2 separate regions of the Anser cygnoides genome follow, and region 1 is linked to region 2. The links are chromatin contacts, called in public Hi-C maps. All regions are on one chromosome and are shown on one strand. Each heading gives the region's core, a stretch centred on a gene start, on an enhancer-like site or on the middle of the called end of the contact. The rest is flanking DNA. Distances are from core to core; before and after follow the strand shown. Region 1 overlaps PITPNM3 (PITPNM family member 3). Region 2 has its middle 110 kb from the start of RAP1GAP2.

Region 1 (3,735 bases), core at 561-3,060, 440 kb before region 2:
CACAGGGTGGAGTTGGGTTATATGGCATCTATTTTAGAAATACATGATTTATTCAGAGGTTAAACTGAGATTTCTATCTAAGGAACAAAGCAAAGAACTGCAGACAGCACGGAGTCACTTTTCCATTCTAACAATACTGGTATTTGTTGATGGTAAAAACTCTGTGGAGCATACAGGGGTCATGACTTTTGCACGTATGATACTAATTCAGAGTTTGCAACAAAAAACAAGGAGATTTCTTTGTTTCTTTGTCAAAGAAAAAAAATTCTACTGATAATTCTTTTCACAATTATTTCTGTAACTTGTATAATTCCTCTTTTCATAATCTCACATTTTATAATGTGAAGATATCACTGAATCTCTATCACTGAAGATAGGCTGTTTCCATGTTTCAAGCAAGAATAGCTTCCTGTGGACAGTAAAACTGGCTTCAAACCAAATTTTAGTCTAAAAATACTGGTATGCCATAGCATAATCTCATTATTGCTATGGAAAACAATCCGTTTGTGTATAAGACACATGCTTTCCTTCAAAGATTATGCTATATTCTGATTTTTTTTTTCCTTTGTTCTGCAGTCTGGAAGTCATTGTACTTCAAGGAAGTGAATGTTTGCAGCTATGTATAGGGCCCCATCACAAAAAAAAATATCAGTAATTTACACAGGGTAGCAGTACCATTTTTATTCTACGTGAAGCAGGAAAGTACTCTTTTTTCTAGTCTAGAGATGGAGAAGTAGGAACAATAACTGTGACATATGTCAGCTGGAAGAAGTCTGCAGGTGACTTCACTGGGGAGTGGGTCAGACCGAAAAAAATAAATGACCATCCCAGAGTTACACAGGAAATCTGCAACACTGTCAGCAACTGGATATTTATCTTCTGGGTTTCTTTACTGTCAACTGCTTTACTACTACTGTGATGGAGGCAAAAAAGAAATAGTAACTGTTAAATTTCCTTTTGCTCTTAGTCAGAGATGTGCTGATGTCCCAGCTCTTCCAACAGCTATAGCAAGTGTGTGATGATGAACTTGGTAACATAGATTAGCACTTGTCTTGAGCTGGCAGGCTTGCTCACCGCTTAGCATAATACACTCTTACTGCACAACTAAGGCTCCTAAACATTACCAGAGCTCACAGCAATAATTAACAAGAGATTAGGTGTCAAAATGGTTGTGGGAGAAGGTATAATATCTTCTACCAACTGAGTAAGGCCAGGTAAAATACTGCATAGGATTCCAGAAGGGTCTTTCTCATGCTGGGCACTATTCCAAGCTAATGTTCATATACATCACATTTACAGTATTGTTCCCACACTGATTAACTCAAAACCATCAACACAGATCAGAAGTGGTTTAACAAGAAACAGTCTTACTTTAAAGGAATTTTACTTTGATGTAAGAGAAGAATAGTCCTACCTGTCCATTAAAACCAACCCCATCTGTAGATTTGAGAAATTCATTGTAAACTTGGTTTGCTCTAGTGATCACCATGGCAACTGCATCCTGGTACTGAGGGGACGAAACAGCCAGCAAGGGCAAGGCAGCCAGTGGGATGTGGTCTTCACTGCTGCTGAGACAGCTTTCATCATAGCTGTAGGGATTTAGGCTAAAGAAGAACATGCTATCATCAGGAAAAATGCAAAAGGCATCACACAGCATTAGTTAATGAACAGTTACTTATTAACAGAAATGGGCTTTGCTATTGCAGTTGACAATGAAAGTACAGGAAGGATCATTTTCTCACAACACTCAACAGCTTAACAATCACGGAGTTACTGCTTTACAAAACTGAGACAATGCTAGAAGGCATTCCTGTAATTAAGCACACATGGTGCAATTTTTCTGCCTTATTTTTACATGTAAAAGTAGACATAATTTAGATGAGTGAAGAGATTATTATTGCCTTTCAGCTTCCCCCCCATACACTAACTCACTACATTAAAAAATGGGGTCAAATGATCACAATGAAGTATTGTTTCACAGAACGTGTGTGACAGGCACATTGTTCAAAAGTGTATAAAAACTTTTTTTCCAATGTTCCACCCATTCAAACAGCTGGAACAAAGTTGCCTATGTTCTGAAATGTTATGTAATTGTTTGCAGAGTAACATTTTGCAAAAAGGTGGAAACTTGATAGAAAATGCAAGCTTAAATTTGTCAGAATGCCAGTTTTATTTTAGTTTGGATGTGTACCCTGCAAGTTTTTCATTAAACCTGTCAGTCATGTCTCAACTGATTTTTATTGATGAGTGAAGTCAAAGGTGCAAGGCACGTTACTGTGTGCCAGATTCTCTTCCAGTAAGCTGACTGTCCAGTCAGAAGCATTTTCAACAATTCAGCTCATCCAAAGTTCATCCAAAGCCACAGGCAAGCAAATTCAATATACTTCAACATTATTTTGCAGTCATTATCTTTAGGAACTTTGTGGGCTATCACAATATTGAAAATTGAGCTCCCTGAACTGGAATTAAAGTCTGTGTCTCTGCTAAAACCTGCATCCTCAGGGCTATCACCAGGGTAACAGAAGAAGAAAAGATGACTTGCAATGCTCAAGTATGAAGGTCAGTCTGTATTCATATCCTCAGCTTCACAGAACATTTCCATACTTGACTATTGCTGAAGCACTCCAGTGATTTGGTAATTTTCAAGCAGAGCAGGAGCAACAGAAAGGAGGAACAAGGAAGAAACTTTTCCTGAATGTAGAAAGCATGTGGCTAAATACAGGTAAAGATGAAACACAGGTCCCTCATAATTTCCTTAGGTCAGCCTCTGGCCACGGCAGAGGTGAAAGGAGAAAGCAGAGGGGAAAATCACCTATGGGGAAACACTTGTTTGGATAACTATCAAACCTTGACCTTGCCCCACTTGTGAATAATGAAAGGATAAAACACTACACAGCCAACCAAGAGGCAAAGTATGTTTCACCTCAATCAGGTAAGGCTTTTCTCTCCCACTTCTTGCAGTACTGCTAAACACAAACAGTGGGAACTAGATAACATTTTGCAGTTGTGAGCAAAGTACTGTCAGTAATTTAGGTGCATAACCATATTTCTTGGCACAGTTCTTTAAGAATTTAAGAAATGGAAGAAAATCTCAATAAAATACTACCTCTATATATATGAGACAAAAACAACATAGTGCTCCACTGCGGTCATTAACTTTCCTGTCTGGTTCTTGTTTAAACACGACGTTTGGTCTGCAAGGAGGTAAAGGAAAGTGATTCCTTGGTGTAGTAACAACAAATGTATTTCAAGACCTAATTCTGCCACAGACTTCTTACCTTCAGCAAGTGTCTAGCTCCTCTGTGCCTAGATTTCATAGACATTATCTCATTGCCTTAGCTCACAGGGTTAAAACTAGCTAAACTCTTAAATACAGTAGCAACGTCATCCACAAGCATTAAAAATGGAATTTCAGTCAGGGAGTTGACACCAACTCCAGAATTAGGCACCATTAATTCTTAATTGAAAAATGCATCTTGTGCAATTTGATAGATTATTAAAAGAGATGAAATTTTAACACCTAGAAAATTACCTTGTCTTGTACACATTTGTTGCTGTACAATGAAGTCACTTATTTACATTTGGATTTTTCCAGGCTGAGCATTTGCATTAATTCCTCTTAAGACCATCCCTGTCTTACATAATGCCCTTTAGCAAAAACCTGGTACTGCTCTGGAAATAGATTTTGCCAGATTTCAAGACACTCACTAGGTTTAAGGCATGTTGGACCAAAGA
Region 2 (3,994 bases), core at 1,331-3,830:
TCTATTTAAATGTAAAATACACTGAAGTGTTTTAAGAACCACAGAAAACTATGGATTTCTGATAAAGCATTATCCTTGTAATCCCAGCCAAATCAAAAAGAAAAGACAAACCAAAACAACCCGCCGGGCATTACAAAGAGGCCAGTGGCTTCTCCTGCTTAGAGTTTCCAGAGTGAAGCATAGAAAACTGCAGGTACAATGAGGTCGCTGAAAACTTGAGTCACTCGTTTCCTCTGGAAGACGAAGGAAGCACTTCCTTACCGTGCAGGCGATGGGAGCCCTGGCACAGGTGGTGGCGTCTCCCTCTTTGGAGAGCTCCAGAAGCCACCTGGGCACCCTGCTCCGGTGTCCGGCTGGAGCAGGGCCTGGGCCAGATGGACCCAGAGATCCCTGCCAGCCTCAGCCCTTCTGTGATTCGGTGACTCGTAAAACTGCCGGCATCATCACAAACCTTGGCAGAAAAACCCTAGCGCTGAGCTGACATTATAAATAAGACTATCACCACATAAAATCACGGAAAGATCACAAGCAGGTCAAAAGGTTCAGTCCTTTGCCCTCCCTCTGCAAAAGCAAACAAAAGACGAGATTTCAAACCACAAGCAAAGCCGGGGGGGCATGAGGAAAGCCCCTCATCAGCCTCCCCCAGGCCCCCTGTGGTCCCGAGCCCCCCCAGCAGCACAAGGCTCAGCCCCGCACCCCGCCAGAGACCCCGCCGGAGTGAGCCCCCTGCAGCCGCCCGCAGTGGGGGCAGTGACCCCCTGGAGCGAGCCCCCTGCAGCCCCAGCACAGTGACCCCGGGGCAGCTGCAGCCCTCCTCAGAGCCGGGGAGCGGCGGGGGTCAGAGGGAGAGGACGAGCAGCCCTCCGGCAAAATGTTGGGGCACGGGGAGGGGGGGACTGGTCCTTCTGGCTCGAGGTTCTCTGCCTGCGGTCGTGCTCGTCTGTTTACCTTTGCAAAGACGTTAAGCAGAACTCACGGCACCAGCCTATCCGCACGGCCTTGGAGCAGGCCACCGCGACAGATCAAACCCCTGTGCAAAGCCACTGCGAACAGTTCTGCACCTTCCCGCAGTGGGTACGTCTGAAATGGGTGTATGCCACAGAGCTAGCATGCCCTGAAGATTTCTGCTGGGCCTGCTGGAGGCAGTGAGCAAATTCCTCGTGATTTTGGCAATCCAATAAAAACTGATAATGGGCAGCAGTCCAATGTAATGAAGAGGGAGGCTACAGGGACACAGACGAATGTGAGGAGTCTGCTACAGCAGCCAAACCAAAGGATGTGGTAACTCAGTCTCCCTCGAAGCCCCCGTCAGCAGTGAGCTCCTCATGAAGAGCACCTTTGCCTTCCCAGAGGCCGCAGCCTGGATTTGGAGCCTGCTTTTTCCTTCCTGGAGCTGTGGCAAAGCCAAGTCATCCCCGTGACTGCAACCAGCTGACAGGGATGGGCTCAGAGCAGCCCAAGCTGCAATCTGTCTGCAAACCCCCTTCACCTTCAGCAGCCGCCCAGCCTGCCCCCGCTCCCCGCAGCGCGGTGCCAGCAGCTCCCCGCACCCTGCCCTGGTGCCTCCGGACCTGGGCACGGCTCCTGCTGAGCTCCAGACCAAGGCCCCAGCTGGAGGCCAAAGCAAAACCCCGCAGTGCCATTGCTGCCAGGCATTGCCCTCCCGAGGCTGCTGCCCGCATGAATCCTCAGTCCTGCTTGCCGAGTCCTGAAGGGGCTCTGAGCAGCAGCTCCCACTGCTGTCTTGCAGCAAGCACTGTCCTAAAAGTGCCCCAGACAGACAGAACGCCCCATCTGGTGCACTCCAGATTTCATACTGATAAATTAGCCATCAGTCTTTTTCTTCTTAGACAAGCAGGCTCAGCTTCTAGTCAGTACTTTTTCTCTCCTCCCTCTTACCCTCCCAGTACTCATATTTTCCCACATCCAACGCTGAAGCTGTATCTCTAATTGCACTCATTGCAGAGTAAAACATAATGGCTAGCTATAACACCCAGCTCCGCTGCAATGATCCAAATGTTTCAGTGCAATATTCCCAATGCTGTGATCTTGAAATGAGCTCTATATTAGGAAGAATTATGAAATTTAGAGTAATAATGCCAATCTTAGAGAAGAAAAAGTCAATTATACAGCTCAAGGCTTTTCCAATGATACCTTAAAATAAATCAAGATGCCAAAGTTTGTTCTATTTGCTCCTCCCCACACACCCACTCAGCACAGCATAGATCAAACCACTTTTACGTATCTGGCACCCACTCGTGTGGGCTGGGCAGAACTGGAATCTGCCCCTCAGGAGTTTCTCATTGCCATCGCCACAGCGGTCAAAGCACTGTTTGCAAACTGCTGTCGCTGCAAGCTGTGCCTTGTGCCAATGCCACCCCTCTAATCTGCGTACTGTTGCAGCTCGGGGTGTGCAGCTCCTAAGGTCAGTCCCGCCTAGGAGCAAACAGGTGGGCACTCCCCTCCTGAGCGCCCGCTACCCCAACTTTGTTAGGAACTGTTACACACTTCACCAACGTAGAGGAGCTGTAATATACATAATAGTTCATAATCCCCCCCTTCATACAGAGGTCTCCCGTAACAAGTGACATCCCAAGCGTTTTAAACATGAAGCAGTCGGAGCAGTCACCAGCCCTACGGTGTGCTCTGCGCTGGAGCTTAGCAGAGCCCCCACCCTGCTCTACCTCCACTCTGGTTTACGTGCCGCTAAACATGCAGTGCTTCAGTGAACAACTCCCTCCCCGCTGCCAAACTGTGTGAGATTAGTGTAAGAGTTGTAGGACTTGAGAACAGAAATTCACCTGAGAGTCTTGGTTTACCTTCTAGATAGATCTTTTGGAACACGTTCTGAGCTCATTCTCCCCTGCTTTATGCACTAATAAAACCATTAAGAAAAAGAAACGAGATTCCTGACCAACATCTTCAGAAATCAAGGCATTAATAAGCATCGGATGGTGCAGAAACCTGCAGTGAGATTTTTTGGATAAATGGTGTGAAGAAGGTGAGACTATGAATGGCCGTTTCTTATGCGCAGTACAATAGGAACAGGGCACCCAGTTAAATCATCAGGCACTGTGTAATTAAACTGTAAGAGGCATGACAGCCAGAAGGATAAATGGGTTCAAAAAGGGATTCAATTAATTCAGAGAGGAGAAACCTATCTGTGGCTATTAAGCCCTTCAGTCCCAGTGCAACTTCTGGCTCAGGAAGTCACTAATCTGCTCATTACTAGAAACTGGGAGGCTTGTTTGCAGGCAGGGGGTCACTTGGTATTTGCCCAGTTCCTGCTGGAGACAGGGTACTGGCTAGATGATTTTGGATGCCCCAACATGCTTTGTCTCATGTGGGTCTTCCAACATCTTCTCACAAGACGTGCTGTGGTGCCCCCAGCCTCCAGCACGCGGGGAGCCGGGGGCCACCAGCTCGGTGCCAGGGATGCCCCCACGGCCGGGCCCTGCGGCTCCAGCTGCGCTCCCTCGGGGCAGCGGCCGGGCGTGCTGCAGGGCGCGGGCACGGGGTGCTCCGGCAGCCGGGCCCCCGCCGCGGGGCCATCGCTCACAGCCGCCGGCCCTGCAGCGGGCGCGGAGCACGGCCAGCACAGCACCCGCAGCGCTGCTCCCCGCAGCACCGCAGAGCACGGGCAGAGCAGGCGTTTCTGTAGGTCTGCAAGCCCTGTCTCAGGGGGCAGCCTGTGCCTCAGGAGCAGCAGCAGTCAGCACGTCAGAGCCACGATGGGACCGGCCAAGGGCAAGCCCTGGCACTGGCTTCTGTGTCTGATGCCACCAGAGCAGGATGAGGATAACCCCCTCCTGGAAGTGATGGCCTGAAACTCCCTCAGTGCCTGCACCACACGGGGTGCTCCATGTGCCCCAGTTCAGTTCTGAGTGGTTATGAATACAAAGCATCCCATGATCTGGGCCTCTGACACCGCAGAGACCCCCTGCTCCACTGCAGCCACAGCCACGACCCCACAACCTCCTGTAAAAAGCAGGCA

The links. A called contact is a pair of places that touch in the nucleus more often than the background predicts.
Region 1: a contact with region 2 is called in a Hi-C map of liver, with 4 times the contacts expected there. The contact joins two enhancer-like sites. A contact is called at or near these places in 2 of 7 Hi-C or Micro-C datasets (both in liver).

What each region holds. Positions count from the first base shown.
Region 1 is chr18:13,086,451-13,090,185 of Taihu_goose_T2T_genome, reverse strand. PITPNM3 (PITPNM family member 3) reads right to left here. Exons shown (of 19, transcript XM_066979695.1): 6 at 1,415-1,604. Among named protein-coding and RNA genes, the nearest start is that of PIMREG, 46 kb to the left of the region's middle. Within about 2 kb of position 1,810, at least 1 of the 3 cell types and tissues checked has open chromatin away from gene starts, as enhancers often do. A contact at or near this core is called in liver, where this site is marked.
Region 2 is chr18:12,642,952-12,646,945 of Taihu_goose_T2T_genome, reverse strand. No RefSeq gene overlaps it. Among named protein-coding and RNA genes, the nearest start is that of RAP1GAP2, 110 kb to the right of the region's middle. Within about 2 kb of position 2,580, at least 2 of the 3 cell types and tissues checked have open chromatin away from gene starts, as enhancers often do. A contact at or near this core is called in liver, where this site is marked.